Regions from separate parts of the Mus musculus genome. Here regions 2 and 3 are each linked to region 1. Evidence: chromatin contacts called from public Hi-C data. All regions are on one chromosome and are shown on one strand. The core of a region is the stretch at or near the end of the contact, and the rest is flanking DNA. Distances in the headings are between cores, read along the strand shown. Region 1 overlaps Tceanc2 (transcription elongation factor A (SII) N-terminal and central domain containing 2). Region 2 overlaps Ssbp3 (single-stranded DNA binding protein 3). Region 3 overlaps Ssbp3 (single-stranded DNA binding protein 3).

What was found. Hi-C and Micro-C count contacts between places; a contact is called where the count stands out from the background.
Region 2: a Hi-C map of liver shows a contact between it and region 1, with 4 times the contacts expected there. The contact joins two enhancer-like sites. A contact is called at or near these places in 3 of 484 Hi-C or Micro-C datasets (cerebral cortex, liver and nephron progenitors), 5 of 115 datasets of contacts at active chromatin or transcription factors (the NIH/3T3 cell line, bone marrow-derived macrophages, double positive thymocytes and 1 more) and 1 of 9 other capture datasets (adipose tissue).
Region 3: a contact with region 1 is called in a Hi-C map of liver, with 2.0 times the contacts expected there. The contact joins two enhancer-like sites. A contact is called at or near these places in 9 of 39 promoter capture datasets (the C10 cell line, the HPC-7 cell line, cranial neural crest and 4 more), 1 of 15 datasets of contacts at CTCF or cohesin (CD8 T cells), 9 of 484 Hi-C or Micro-C datasets (the CH12 cell line, the HPC-7 cell line, bone marrow-derived dendritic cells and 5 more), 2 of 115 datasets of contacts at active chromatin or transcription factors (embryonic basal ganglia and embryonic stem cells) and 1 of 9 other capture datasets (embryonic trunk).

The regions. Positions count from the first base shown.
Region 1 is chr4:107,157,498-107,161,727 of GRCm38.p6, forward strand. All of the region lies in intron 3 of Tceanc2 (transcription elongation factor A (SII) N-terminal and central domain containing 2), which reads right to left. Among named protein-coding and RNA genes, the nearest start is that of Tceanc2, 19 kb to the right of the region's middle. Within about 2 kb of position 2,479, at least 10 of the 459 cell types and tissues checked have an H3K27ac peak or open chromatin away from gene starts, as enhancers often do. A contact at or near this core is called in liver, where this site is marked.
Region 2 is chr4:106,955,794-106,960,023 of GRCm38.p6, forward strand. The region is part of intron 4 of Ssbp3 (single-stranded DNA binding protein 3); the gene reads left to right. Among named protein-coding and RNA genes, the nearest start is that of Ssbp3, 46 kb to the left of the region's middle. Within about 2 kb of position 2,533, at least 56 of the 459 cell types and tissues checked have an H3K27ac peak or open chromatin away from gene starts, as enhancers often do. A contact at or near this core is called in liver, where this site is marked.
Region 3 is chr4:107,013,693-107,017,922 of GRCm38.p6, forward strand. All of the region lies in intron 5 of Ssbp3 (single-stranded DNA binding protein 3), which reads left to right. Among named protein-coding and RNA genes, the nearest start is that of Gm12786, 11 kb to the right of the region's middle. Within about 2 kb of position 2,324, at least 36 of the 459 cell types and tissues checked have an H3K27ac peak or open chromatin away from gene starts, as enhancers often do. A contact at or near this core is called in liver, where this site is marked.

The DNA of each region.
Region 1 (4,230 bases), core at 1,229-3,728:
GGCCCTAAAGAACAAACAAGTCAACTCAACTAACCCGGGAATACCACAAAAGAGGCAGTGCTGTCCCTGAGTGTTGATAATTACTCAAGGAGAGAAGACTACATAAGGGAGCAAGAACATGGAAGCCTAACAGTGAGCACAAGTGAGGGTGTGGGAGACAAAATGGTGCCCAAGAAACACTCGCATCACCTCTGTGACGACAGCATCACCTCCGTGACTGCATTACTTTAAACGGTAAAGGGGCCTACAAGTGTGATTCAGGTTAAGGGTCCTGAGATTAGATAAGCCTTGATTTCCCACTGTGGGCTCAAGGTAATCACATGAGCCCCTTGAATTAGGACATGGTATCTGTGTGGAAGAAGCAGAAAGGGGGGTCAGGGAGACTCTGGGTGTGAGGAGAGTTTTAATTCACTCATTTGAAGATGGAGAAAGGGGACTGCAAGCTAAGGAACACAGGTAGCTTTTAAGAAGGAGCCTTCAGAAGGCGTGTGACCCTGCCAACACCTTCCCTTCAGCCTTGCAGACCTTAAGGTGTCGGAAGTGGAGAATGCAGTAAGGAATGTCTCAGTACTGTTGCTCATCATTTGCCTGTCTGACTCAGAGCAAGTTACTTTAAATTCCTGAAGCTTCAATTTTCCCATTTTCAAAATGGAGAAAATAATTATAATGACTTTACAGGACTGTTACATGGGTCAAAAGTGTCATGGATGTGACAGCACTTTATAAATATAAGTAGCTATTTACTGCAGTTAGCCAATCATGAGTTAAAGTAGCGAGGCACCTCTGAAATCAGGTCACTAGAACAGACAGACCCATTTCCCTGGACTCTCTCTCACGTGTAGGCCTGCAGGTGGGCCTGCCCACCTGCCTGCCAGCCTTCCTCCTTGCCTCCCTCATCTTTGGTTTGCTCGATGCCCCTTGCCCACTGCTCACTCTTCAAATGATGAAGAATCCACTCACAGAGGCCCAATAACTGCAAGGCTCAACGTCTTTTCAGCTTCCCTGACCACGTTAGAGGATCGGGACCACTCATTTCCAGTGTCTCTGAAGACACTTGTCCCTGGTCCATGTGGCACTTCCCGGCCTGCTTTTCTCCTGCTCCCACAGTCTCTTGGCCTCTCCACAGCTGCCCTTCTTCCCACTTTCTAACAATGAATTTCCTTCCAGGTTCAAGTCCTTCCTTTAACTCAGAGAATTCATTCACTTTTGTGATTCCCAGAAACTCACTTCCAATATGTATTTCTAGTCTAACAGTCTCATTTGAGCTGGACATTTCCATTAAAATAGTTTTAAAGAATTCAAAATGCAGGCTGGGTGTGGTGGCACACACCTTTAATTTCAGTATTTGGGAGGCAGAGGCAGGAGGATCTCCGTGAATTTGAGGCCAGCCTTTGTCTACAAAGTAAATTGCAGGACACCAGTGCTGTTATACAGAGAAACCCTGTCTCAAAAAAATCAAAATGATAAACTCTTACCAGTAAATGAACAAAGAACACAAATACTTGAGAGAGAGAGAGAGAGAGAGAGAGAGAGAGAAAGAGAGAAGAAAAGAGAAAGGAAAAGGACAAATGGCTGACAAGCCTATTACAAACACTTAGTCTACTTAGTAAATGAAAATAAGAATTTATTTCTCTGACCTATCTATTTTTTGGCCTATTGGATTACTGAGAGTTTAAGAAAGATGTAGGCATGCAAATGAAGACAACATTCCTAGGATGTAAGATTCCCACCCACATGGAGACAGGAAGCGCACAGAGCAGTCTAGATGAAGGCCTTGGGTAGGCTGCTCGAGGCTGGGCTGCCCTTCCTGAAGAAGCATCGTTGCTGGGGAAAATAGAAGCAGAGCTGGAAGGCAAGCAGAGCATGGAGAATGCCGCCAACTCCTGGCCCTTCCCTCTCTTGGACAGGCACATTCTGCACTCAGGTTCTGTAGCAGTGAGGTGTGAGGCAGCACACACAACAGCACGGCCCTGCTGGCACAGAGACTGCTCAGCACATAGAAAATAAAGAGGCAAATAATTAAATAAGTAATTACAAACCAAGATAAGAGCCGGGAGGGAAACCAGTTAAAAATACAGAAGTAGCAGCCGGCTCGGTGTCACTTATGCCAAGAGAAAGGAAAATAATCAACGGTTTCAAATCACAGGTCTGGAAGATGAGAACCGAGACAAGACACTGGATTCGGACAGAATAAAATCACTGTGTCCTGAGAGAGAAGTGAGAGTGTGGGAGAAGCCCTCTGGGAGAGAGAGAGAGAGAGAGAGAAAGAGAGAGGCCAGAGAAGGGCACTGTGCCCAGCCAGCATTTAGAAAGGGAAACGGTATCTGGGAAAGGGGGCAAGGACAGCTAACGGGGAAGAGGAGTAAGGAAAACCAGTAAGGACAGAGGAGTTGCTGAGCCACACCCACTCCCACAGCTGGCCCTTGTGACATCCAGCTAAGGGCTATCTGTGGAGCTGTTTCTCTGCTCCATTCTCAGTCCTTCATGCTTGTACCATGTCTCGTCCTGTGACCAGAGCTACACTCTGCTCCCATGGGTCACTCCCTCCCTCACACCTGTTGCGTGTTTGTTCACTGCTAGCCTTTCCCATGAACCATCTCCATCTACCACCACACAAAGGACTTCTGCTTCTTCTCTGGGCTTTGTTTCCTTTTGTTACTGTTTGTTGTTGTTGTTGTTGTTGTCTGTACCCAAGAACTCACTGTGGAGTCCAGGATAGCGTCAAACCCACGGCAATCCTCCTGCCTTAGCCTCTTCAACGCTAGGACTATAGATATGACTTGCCATGCTCAGCTAGGACAGAGACCTTTATCAGTGTCGATCGCAGGCATCCATGCCAGTGCCTGGCACTCGGCAGGTGTTGCAGCTTCACTGTGATGCAATACAACACTGTGGCAAAAGTAACTTAGGGAAGAAGGGCTCACTGGGTTGCAGGTCACAGTCCATTGCTGCCAGGGAGTGAGGGAAGGAGCTTAAAGCCTCACGACCACAGTCAAGAGCAGAGAGCATAAAAGCCAAGTCCTACCTGCTTGCGCTCAGCAAGTTCTCTTTACCATCACAGAGTCCAGGGCCCCAGACCAGGCAATGGTGCCTCCCACAGCAGGTGGGGGCTTCTTCTACCAACTATCAGTTGGGACAATCTCCCAAAGAAACGTCTAAAAGAAAGTGGATTCAGAAAATTCCTCGAGGCTCTCTTCCCACATGATTCTAGGTTGAGCTGACAGTTTAAAAGTAGCCATCATAGCAGGCACTGAATAACTACTTGTTGAACAAATGCCTGGACGTCCACCCATGCGGTCTCCCTTCCCCTGGTATCCCTCACCTTTACCTTCTCTTAGCCACCGGAAGCTCCAGTCATGCATCCTATAGCTAACTGCATCAATGGTTACAAGTGTATTTGTTTAACCTTATAGGTTGCTAATAAGAGATGCTACGAAACACTTTCATGAATTACCCTGAATTAAAACCAAAACCAAAGATGAACAGGCTTGTTTGTCTATTCATTTTGGCCGTGCTGGGGATTGAACCTAGGGACTTGTGCAAACTATACATGAGCTCTACCACTCAACTACATTTCCAGCCCAGTTTTCTTCCTTGTGGGATTTCTCTTAGCCTATTACATAAGAAATTAGGATGAAACCCCCAGTAGAGAGGAGACAGGAACTCAGCACTGTCTAAGCTTGCTGGAACCCAGAACCCTTCCTTCAAGAGTTCTGGGAAAACCCATTAGAAGACACGACGACGCTGGCCATAAAGTCCAGACGCGGCTGACTGTACAGCTGTCTGATTTCTTCCCAGGCAGGCCCACCTAGACCTGCTGCTGCCACCCTCCCCAGCCATTCATGCTCTAGTGCGCTGTTTCGGGACTTCAGGTTTTCCCTTCCTTCCTCAGGCCTCGGCCTGAAACGAACAGGAGCTCATTCCGACCTACGGAAAGCACGTGTCTGTGAAAACCCTTCCCACTCCACGGAGAGAGAAGAGTGCCGTTGCACCCCCACGGGCTCCAGTGCTCGGCCTGACTTGCGTCTTTTCAAAGGTCAACTGTAAGTATACAGTCACATGCTTCCTTTCTAAGCAAGACCTGAGGATCTTACCAACACAGACCAGGCATCACTCTCTGGCATTCAGCATAAGGCGCAAGTTAAGGTCCTTGATATGTGTCAAGTGAGTGAATTATTCCAAGGCCCTTGCTGATTGTCACACTGCTCATTAGTTTAACAGAGACCTCGC
Region 2 (4,230 bases), core at 1,283-3,782, 200 kb before region 1:
TGCAGGAGTCGGGGAGTGCAGGAGGAGAGGCATGCGGCTATGGCAATACCACAGCACGGCCTATGCCCAGGCTCTGCCTGTGGAGTGGGAGCGCCTGCAAGGAGACTGGGGGCTTGTTTGGCAGCCGGCGCCTATCAGACAACTGGAAAGTGCCAGTGCTTGCGGGCCATCTGTCCCCTGCGCCTAACTCCCAGCCACCTTCTGCTTACCACAGAAGGGCCCGGCAGTTCCACAGCACAAGGGCGAGGTGCCTGCTGGGAGGGGCAGACAGCTTTCCATTTTGCTTTTGTTTAGTACCATCCTCCTTGTAGCTCCTGGTGCTTTGGTGTTGCCAGGTGTGTGGAAAGTTTGCAGGCTGCTGTCAGCCAGCCTTTTGGTGGAGAGCTGGTGGGAGAAAAAGGTGGGTGTGTAAGTGGCCTGTTCACTCTCACTACTTGTTTGCCCAACTGTGGACTCTGGTCCTTGCCTGGCTGCCTGCCGTTTTCCCATTCTCTGCTTTAATTGTAGGAGTATAGCCAAAGCAGGCCAACACTTGGGATTTGGGTTGTGCTGTGCACCACCCCTCTTCCAGCTACTAAACGGGTTAAAAATTATGGGGAAGTTCAGTCGACACTTGCAAGATATGGTTGCCGTAGCAACAGGCCTTCTAATCTGGTAGGTGACCCGAGAGACTGGAGAAGATGTAGGGGTTGGTTTGGCATTTCATCATTTCATGAGGCTGCCTCTCCAGCTGGTTTCTTTGCTGAGCTAAAGCTTGCTGTTCCTGCCGCCAGAATTGCTGGCACATTCCAAAACAACAGTTCGGATGGCGTGAGCAGTGTTCATGGGGGTTGGCCAGACTCTGTGGAAGAGAAGGAGCTCAGGGGAGGAGAGTCTTTGTGTGGGACAGCCCTCCATACAAAGAGATGGCCTGGGTAGTGGGCGTGTCTGGCTCACTCTCCTTATCCATTAGCCCCTTGGAACAGCATGTCTATCTAGTAAATGGATTTGTTTTTTAACGTGTGTTTATGTCTGTGCTGGTATGTATACATGTGTGTACATGTATGGAGACCAGGGGACAGCCTTGAGTTGTCATCTTCAGACCTGTTCATTCCTTACTTGAGTCAGGGTCTCTCATTGGCCCATTTGGCTCACCAGGTCATCCCTTGGGGGCTCATCAGTTAGGGTAAGCTGGCTGGCCAGCAGTCCTCAGGGACTCCTGTCTCTGCCTCTCTAGCATTGGGATCACATGTGAACATCACCAGGCCAACACTTTCAGGTGAATTCTGAGGCTCACATGTGGGTGCTAATGTTTACCGACTGAGATATCTCCCCAGATCCTGAATCCCATTTGATGTTCTGTTTTGTAATTGCCTTGAGAGGGACTAGTTCTTTAAGGAAACTTGAAAGGTCTTCCTCTAGTTTGCCAAGAATCTTCCTTAAATTTGGGGGCTTCTTTGAGATGGAGGACCCAGTTGTCATGTTTGTGTTCTGGCCTCATCTTCTCGTGTCACCTCTAGATGGGTTTTGTCCAGACATTTGGTTCACTTGGGCCTATGAGGTTTCTCATGTCTGCCAGGTACCAGACATAGTCCAGCAGTGCCGGGTAGTGCCTGGGTTCTACCATTCTCTTGCAGTCGTTGTCTGTAGCATATTGCAGGCACGGCAGAGAGGAAGCAGTCCTGGCCTGAGCCTCCCAGTTCATGATGAGGGACTTAAGGAAGAAGGGCAGGTGGAGAGAGCGGCACACCCTGCTCCACCTCGTGCTTTAGGACTGTGTCAGGGGAGCCATTCATGGGGCCCAGTGTGTCTCACGTTGTGTGGAGTGAGTGGGTGTTGTGCTCTGTGGTGGGGACATCTTATTCAGGTTACATGGGTCTTGAGTGTTTTCATTGTTAATCATCCTCTGGTCTGCAGAGGGGAAAAGGCAGAGGAGTTACCTGTGCTGATTATCTTGGAGCTGCTAAGATGGTAGCTCTTAAATTTTGCAGCTCTCTCTCTCTCTCTCTCTCTCTCTCTCTCTCTCTCTCTCTCTCTCTCTCTCCTCCCCCCCCTCCCTCCCTCCCTCCTTCCTTCCTTCCTTCCTTCCCCTCCTCCTCCTCCTTCTTCTTCTTCCTCCTCCTTCTTCTTTTTTTTTTTTTTTTTTTGGTTTTTCGAGACAGGGTTTCTCTGTATAGCCCTGGCTGTCCTGGAACTCACTCTGTAGACCAGACTGGCCTTGAACTCAGAAATCCACCTGCCTCTGCCTCCCAAGTGCTGGGATGAAAGGCATACCTTGTCACTGCCTGGCTATCTTGGCACCTCTTACATTTGTGTTGGTCACAGCATTAAGGACAGTGCTGTTAATGGAGGTCTCATATGGTCAGGAAACTGGGTGAGAACTGGACCCAGAAGAGACCAGCCACCATACTGTCTTCATCATGAGACTTGAGATAGAATGGAGGTGAGGCTAAGGGAGGAAAGGTTTTGAGAAGAGATAGAACCTGACAGGAAGTGAGGTGATCCAGAGAGACTGTGTCTGACAGGAAGTGAGGTGACTCAGGGGAGACCATGTCTGACAGGAAGTGAGGTGACCCAGGGAAGACATTGTCTGACAGGAAGTGAGGTGACCCAGGGAGACCGTGTCTGACAAAGGTTCTGCACAGATAGTTTGTGGAGAAGCGTGGCTCTGTTCTAGTGTCATTTGGAGAAGCCATCTCCTCTCTAGGTGAGGCAGTCTGGCCCCTCTGGCCAGCTAGTTTCTCTGTAGAAGTGGAACTGTATCCCATCCTGCACATCCTCGGTGTTATGTGCTAGCTCTGCCATGATGGTGTTTGCTCCTTTGTGTGCTCTGAGTTCTGCCTAGCCCAGGGCTGTGCAGACTAAGGTGCCTCATGGGAAAGCTTGTACTTTTGTACTGTGAGAGCCTGTTGCTTAGTTGGGGACCACATTGCCCTCCTGGCTCTTCAGACCCATCTGGGAGGTGAACTTATCCCATGGCTAGTAGAGTAGGTAGTAAGTAGAGGAATGTGCTGAGCCAGAACCTTCCAAAGCACCGTTACACCCACGTGAACATTCACGAGGACTTTGCCACAAAGGGTGTACACAGCACACTGGTCCCAAGAGGGCTCTCAAGAGGACCCAGTCAGGTTTCTGAGTCTTCCTCTGAGAATGCCCACTGTTCCTTTCTGTCAGCTTGCACTGCCCTAGACCCATCTTCTTGTAAACATTCCACATTTTAAGAGGAACGTGAAATGAGGAAAGATTGGTTTGCCTTGTGACCTTGCTGAGTAGCCCAGGCTGGACTTAAATTTACAGTCTCACTTGTGTGCTCAGGATTGCACACACATGGGACCAATGCCTCGCTAACATTGTTTTTAAAGTCAATCTCTACTTAGATTATTATAATGTTGCTCTTTCGATCTGTTACTGAGCTTCAGCTGTTCATAGGTGTGACCGGAGAGATTTATAACCTTTCCGAGTATAACTACAGATGCTTTCTCAGAGGCCAGTGGGCCCTCTGACAGCCAGGCTGGTGTTTGCGTGCAGTCTTACTCAATTATTACACTGATGTGGGCCACTGTTGCTTTGCTCCCCTCAGGAGAACTAAAGAAACGCTACACACTCATTAGAGTAGCAGGGAGAGGGTGGGAGGGTGGCTCAGTGGTGCAGTACTATCTGATGTGCGTGAGGGTGACTTCCAACCTCAGCACTGGAAGTCACAGGAAGAAGTCACCTGTTAGTCCAGTACCAAGGCTTGCTTTGTGCAGTCAGCGTTGCCCACGGGGCTCCATTCAGAATGTTCCCATGATAAAACATGATCTCGAGTTGGAGATAGCGCAGCAGTTAAGAGCACACAGTGCTCTTGCAGATGACCTGAATTTGGTACTCAGCAACATATCAGGTAGGTTACAGCAGCCTATAACCCCAGCTTCAGGGGATCCTGTGTTGCTGACCTCTGTGAGTGTGATCATGGCACACCCCGGCCTCTACACACTGAAAGTAAAACAAATATTTAACAATGTGTAAATAGATATAGATAAAGGTGTAGCACCTGAGAAACCATGGAGGCTCGGTTTCTGTTTCTAGGCTCTGAGGTTTTTCCTTGGTGGGTGACTTTTGGAAAGTCTCTGTGTGGGATGCTTTTTGCTGATCCCAGGCTCTGCTGGAAGAGTTCTTGCAGCTCGGCACCCTGGGCCTGGGCCTCCAGACTTGAACAAGACCCTTTGTGTCTAAGGAGTTGGTGATTGGAGTGCTAATGAATCAATTAGA
Region 3 (4,230 bases), core at 1,074-3,573, 140 kb before region 1:
GATTCCATTATGCCATTACTAATTTTCAGTTGTGTTTCTAAGCATGCAGCTTACTTCCATTTAGTTCGGTAATTCTGCCGATGAGGCAGGACTGCTCAGGACTACCTTACACTGTCCAGTAAATAAAGTTTGTACTCAGAGTCCAGCCTTTGGCTCCCCGGCTTCCCACGTTCTTCCTCAGACCACTGAAATCCAAGTGCAGGTGTCTCCTGATTGTCTTCTTGAAATAGCAGCACATGAATTTAGCCAGCAGACGAGTTGCACGGGAGCCGACTAGCCGTGCTGAATGCAGCAGAGGAGCAGTGTGAGCATGATACGCACTCTAGTGTGCTAGTCCTCTCTGCTCACTCAGTGACGTGCACATGGAGTCTTGGAGGAAGAAGGGAGCTGGTGCCATAGGGGCCGGGCAAAGGTCAGAGGGATAAAAGTAGATCAGTCCTGGGCTACCAAGGGAACCAACTCCTTTTATCAAAAGCTCAGCTGTGGAGACAGTGATGTTGTGCCCCAACTATTCTAGGGAGGCCTCCTTCCTACCCCATTCTCATTTCCATCTGTGCCTAATGCTCTGGAAATAGGGTGAGCTCTGTCCTAGTTACAAGGACCAGGGTCAAGGACAGGTACCAGGGAGAAGCTACTGTAAGGTGGAAACACTGCACACAGCCTGGAAGATAGAGAAAAAGCACACGGAAGGAAGGGACCTACAACCCGACCCTCCTCCTGCAGATGCAGCCTCAGGAGGCTCTTGTTGCTGTCCTGCCAAACAGTAGTCAGCCTTGTCTCATGAGACTCCAGCCTCCAATCCCAAGTCCTTGAGGAAATAGAGAGAAGCTAATTTGAAGCTTTGTAGAGAATGCAGTTCCACCATCTGCAGGTTTTATGGTGAGGTAGTGAACTGATTGACAGTTACAGACAGGATGCCCAGTAGAGAACCTTGTAGGCTCTGATTCTTGGGAGGGGGATATATTTCCAGGGGTGGCAAAGCCCCTAAAACAAGAATGCACTGCTGGTGGCAGTGGGTTGGCCCTAGATGCTGTTTACAGCCCTCTTCAGAAGAAGAAAGGAGTGGAGCGCAGAAGTACACAGGCCATTCCTCCAGCCAGAAGGCTGCTGCCATAGGACAGACACCTCTGCTGCCCTGATGACCTCTTCAAGTCTAGGGGTTGGAGAAAGAATTAAATCCTGGTTTCCTGCTTTCTGAAACCCTCTACTAAGCAGTACTTACTGACAGGACTAGTGACCAATGAGGAAGAAGGGAAGCAGGAAAGTGGGAGGAGCCAAATCCATAGGTGTCAGACATAGTGTCAATGGCTGGGGAACTCTGGTGAACACTACCAGAGGGAGCTGTAGACAGGAGCTGCCCAGGGACTCAGTCCAGCAAAGGCCACAAAGAGAGACATCATAGTGAGACATAGAAACAGGTCAGGATTAGGCCGTGCTGGGCAGTTTGGGTGCAGGGTTACCTCGTGCCCCTTCAGCCCCCTCCCTGCCTGCCCTGCTGGTGCTCAGGCCCTTCATGGTGAAGCTGTCTGACCTTTTTGAAGTTGGAGAAAAGCATTCTCCCCAGAAGAGTTAACCCTTTCTGTCTTCTAGGGTGGTGTTGGCTTAGCAGGTAGGTCCCAGAGCTGCATCGTGGGTGCATCACAGATGAGGGAACCCTACTAGAACTGGACAGGTCTGCCTAGGAAGATGGTCTGGACAGCAGAGGATTGTGGCTTCCGTATGAACTACTTCTCTTTCCAGCCACTGCTCACCCTTCCACCAGGCCCAGCCCCTTCACCCCAGCCTCTTCCCAGTCTGTTGCCCATTGATTTAAGGCACACAGGTGCTATGTGAGTCTTCACTCCCCTGCCCCTAGCTTCTTACCAGGCCCAGTCATCTGCTTCTAGACTGACAGAAGGTGAGCCTGTTACTGCTGAGAAGGGTTAGGGATGAAGTGCTCCAGCTGTTGGGTCCAAGACTCAGTTGGAGATGCGGTCCTTCCTGCTTTACCCCTACCTGTTCAGTCAGTGTTCTCTGGTAGTGAGTGACTAACTTCCCACCTCTGGTTACTGTGATGGAAGCCAGCTATAGGCCCCCCAACCCCACCCCAAGAGCTACGTACCCTGGATTGTATCTAACCCTGCTGACAAATTCTTGTGTGTCCTTCGAGAGTCTTTCTACCCACTCTAGGACTTACTTTTGTCCTTCGGTTTAGTGACAGAGCCTTAACACCAATCACCTTTCCTGACCACCATCACCTCCTCCTCATAGGTCAGGCTGTGCTCATCTGGTGGCCAGCCTGGTGCCTTGTGTCTGCCCAGTGGCAGATTGACCGGCACCAGGGTTCCTAGCAACCATGGACAAAAGGTTATTCCTGACGTGCCAGGCTGCCTGAGTGACAGGCTGGGGCCTTGGCCGGTACGCCTGCCAGTATGCATGTGTTTGGACAGGTTTGTGTCTGCACACTCCAGCCATCTCCCCCCGCCCCCTGCACTCCACATGTAGCGCCGTAACTCTCACTGATGAAATGGAAAGTTGAACATAAATCAATGTCTGCCGCCCGTTAGCTATGCATCAGCAGTCAGCGCCTGGGAGACTTGCTCAGTAACAAAGCCCCCAGTGGCTCTGCAGGCTGCGACTGCCCCCTAATGCATAGCCAGCCCCAGGCCATGGAGCCCTGCTGGTCACCTCCAACACCACCTAGCTGTCTCCCTCCTCCCCTTGGTGGGCCCTACCTCTGCAGCTGTAAACTCCAGCCAGGCCTTTGCACCTCCAATGCCGGAAGGGCTGCTGCTAGCTGCTGCTGAAGGCCTGGGGCGCTCTCTCCTCCCCTTTGGACTTGCATTTTCTCTTTCCTGCCTCTGAGAGCTGCTGGCCTATGCTTCAGCTGCCTGACTATGGTATTTCCTTTCCCCAAATAAGAGTCCCTTGTGGAGGCACTCCCATTTGTGGGAACTGTCGTGTGTGGGCTCCCTCTAGCCAGTGCAGGGCAGACCCTCTGCCTGTCCTACCACCTAATCAGCAAATTGTGTGAGATTTTTCTCCTTTACAAGAAGGAGATCAGATTTGCTGAGTCCTTGTAGCAGAAGGGGTTTGAGAAAGAGAGTTCCAGTATAGTCCTGTGCAGAACACAGGTCAGGATGGCCCCCTGGGTCAGTCATAGTGTATATCCTCCCCTGGGAAGACCTAGGTCTGGCTCCCCGGATAGGATTCAGAAACAGCTGTGAGCAGGGCCTTGGGAGCCACAGGGCTTTCCTTTTTCTGGAATAGAATGTGGGCAGCACCCGAGGTGCTGTAGAATTCCTGCTGTTTCTTTGGTTGCTGGAGGGGGTGGGCTAGATGCACACATCTTCATGTTCGATAATATTGTATGCAGCTGCTGGAAGATGAGGAACAGCCTCAGGTCCGTGCTGGCAGGGTCCTGGGGAGCTCCTCCCTCTGGGACAGACAGATGCAGAGCCCCATTCCTTCTTCCTGTGAAGGGGTTATTTTTCCTGGTAGCTAGGGTTGCTCCAAAAATTCAGTGAACCTCTCTGAACCTCAATTGCTGTACCCCATATTTGGGGTTGATGGTATATCCATGACTCCTGGGACCTGTATGAAGATTCTGTGACATAATGCCTAGGAAACCCTGCCTGGTGCTGGGTGTCTGGTGCACACTCTGTGCCTGCCAGCACTTGGATGGCTCCTGTGTGCCTTCAGGCCACTTTATTCTCTGAGCTTCCTACCTAGCCAGGGGTCAGGGCTGCTTTTAGTGTAATTCTCTTGGCAGTACAGTTTTCATGGCATTGCTAAGGTTCATAGATTCTTCAAATCAGCTGATCAGCACTTAACCCTCTGGTTCCACTGGCAAGAGTTGGTGCCAGTGAAACACCAGCCCTATTTGGCCTTTTAATGAAGCAGCTTCCTAATCTCCTGCTGAAGTCTGTCCTCTTGACTTGTTCCCTCAGCTTTGGCCATTCTGATCCCTTGTTCTTTGGTCTAGCCCCCAACAGGAGTTTCTAGGGGAAGTGAAGGCAGGGAAGTAGGCTGTGGGTTCAGGAGCTTCTGCTTCTGTTCCTAGCAGGCGTGTTCGGATGAGCTTAATGGAGACCTACTCTCAGGCTCCAGGGACTGCATGGCTTTCTGTCACCAGAAGATGCCTGAGCACCTTTTGAGTTTCGTTTCTCCCTTGCCTATAAAACAGCCTACTTCATCAGCTCTGAATTGAACCAGGGAGCATAAGAATGGTTTGAAATTGTATAGGACTCC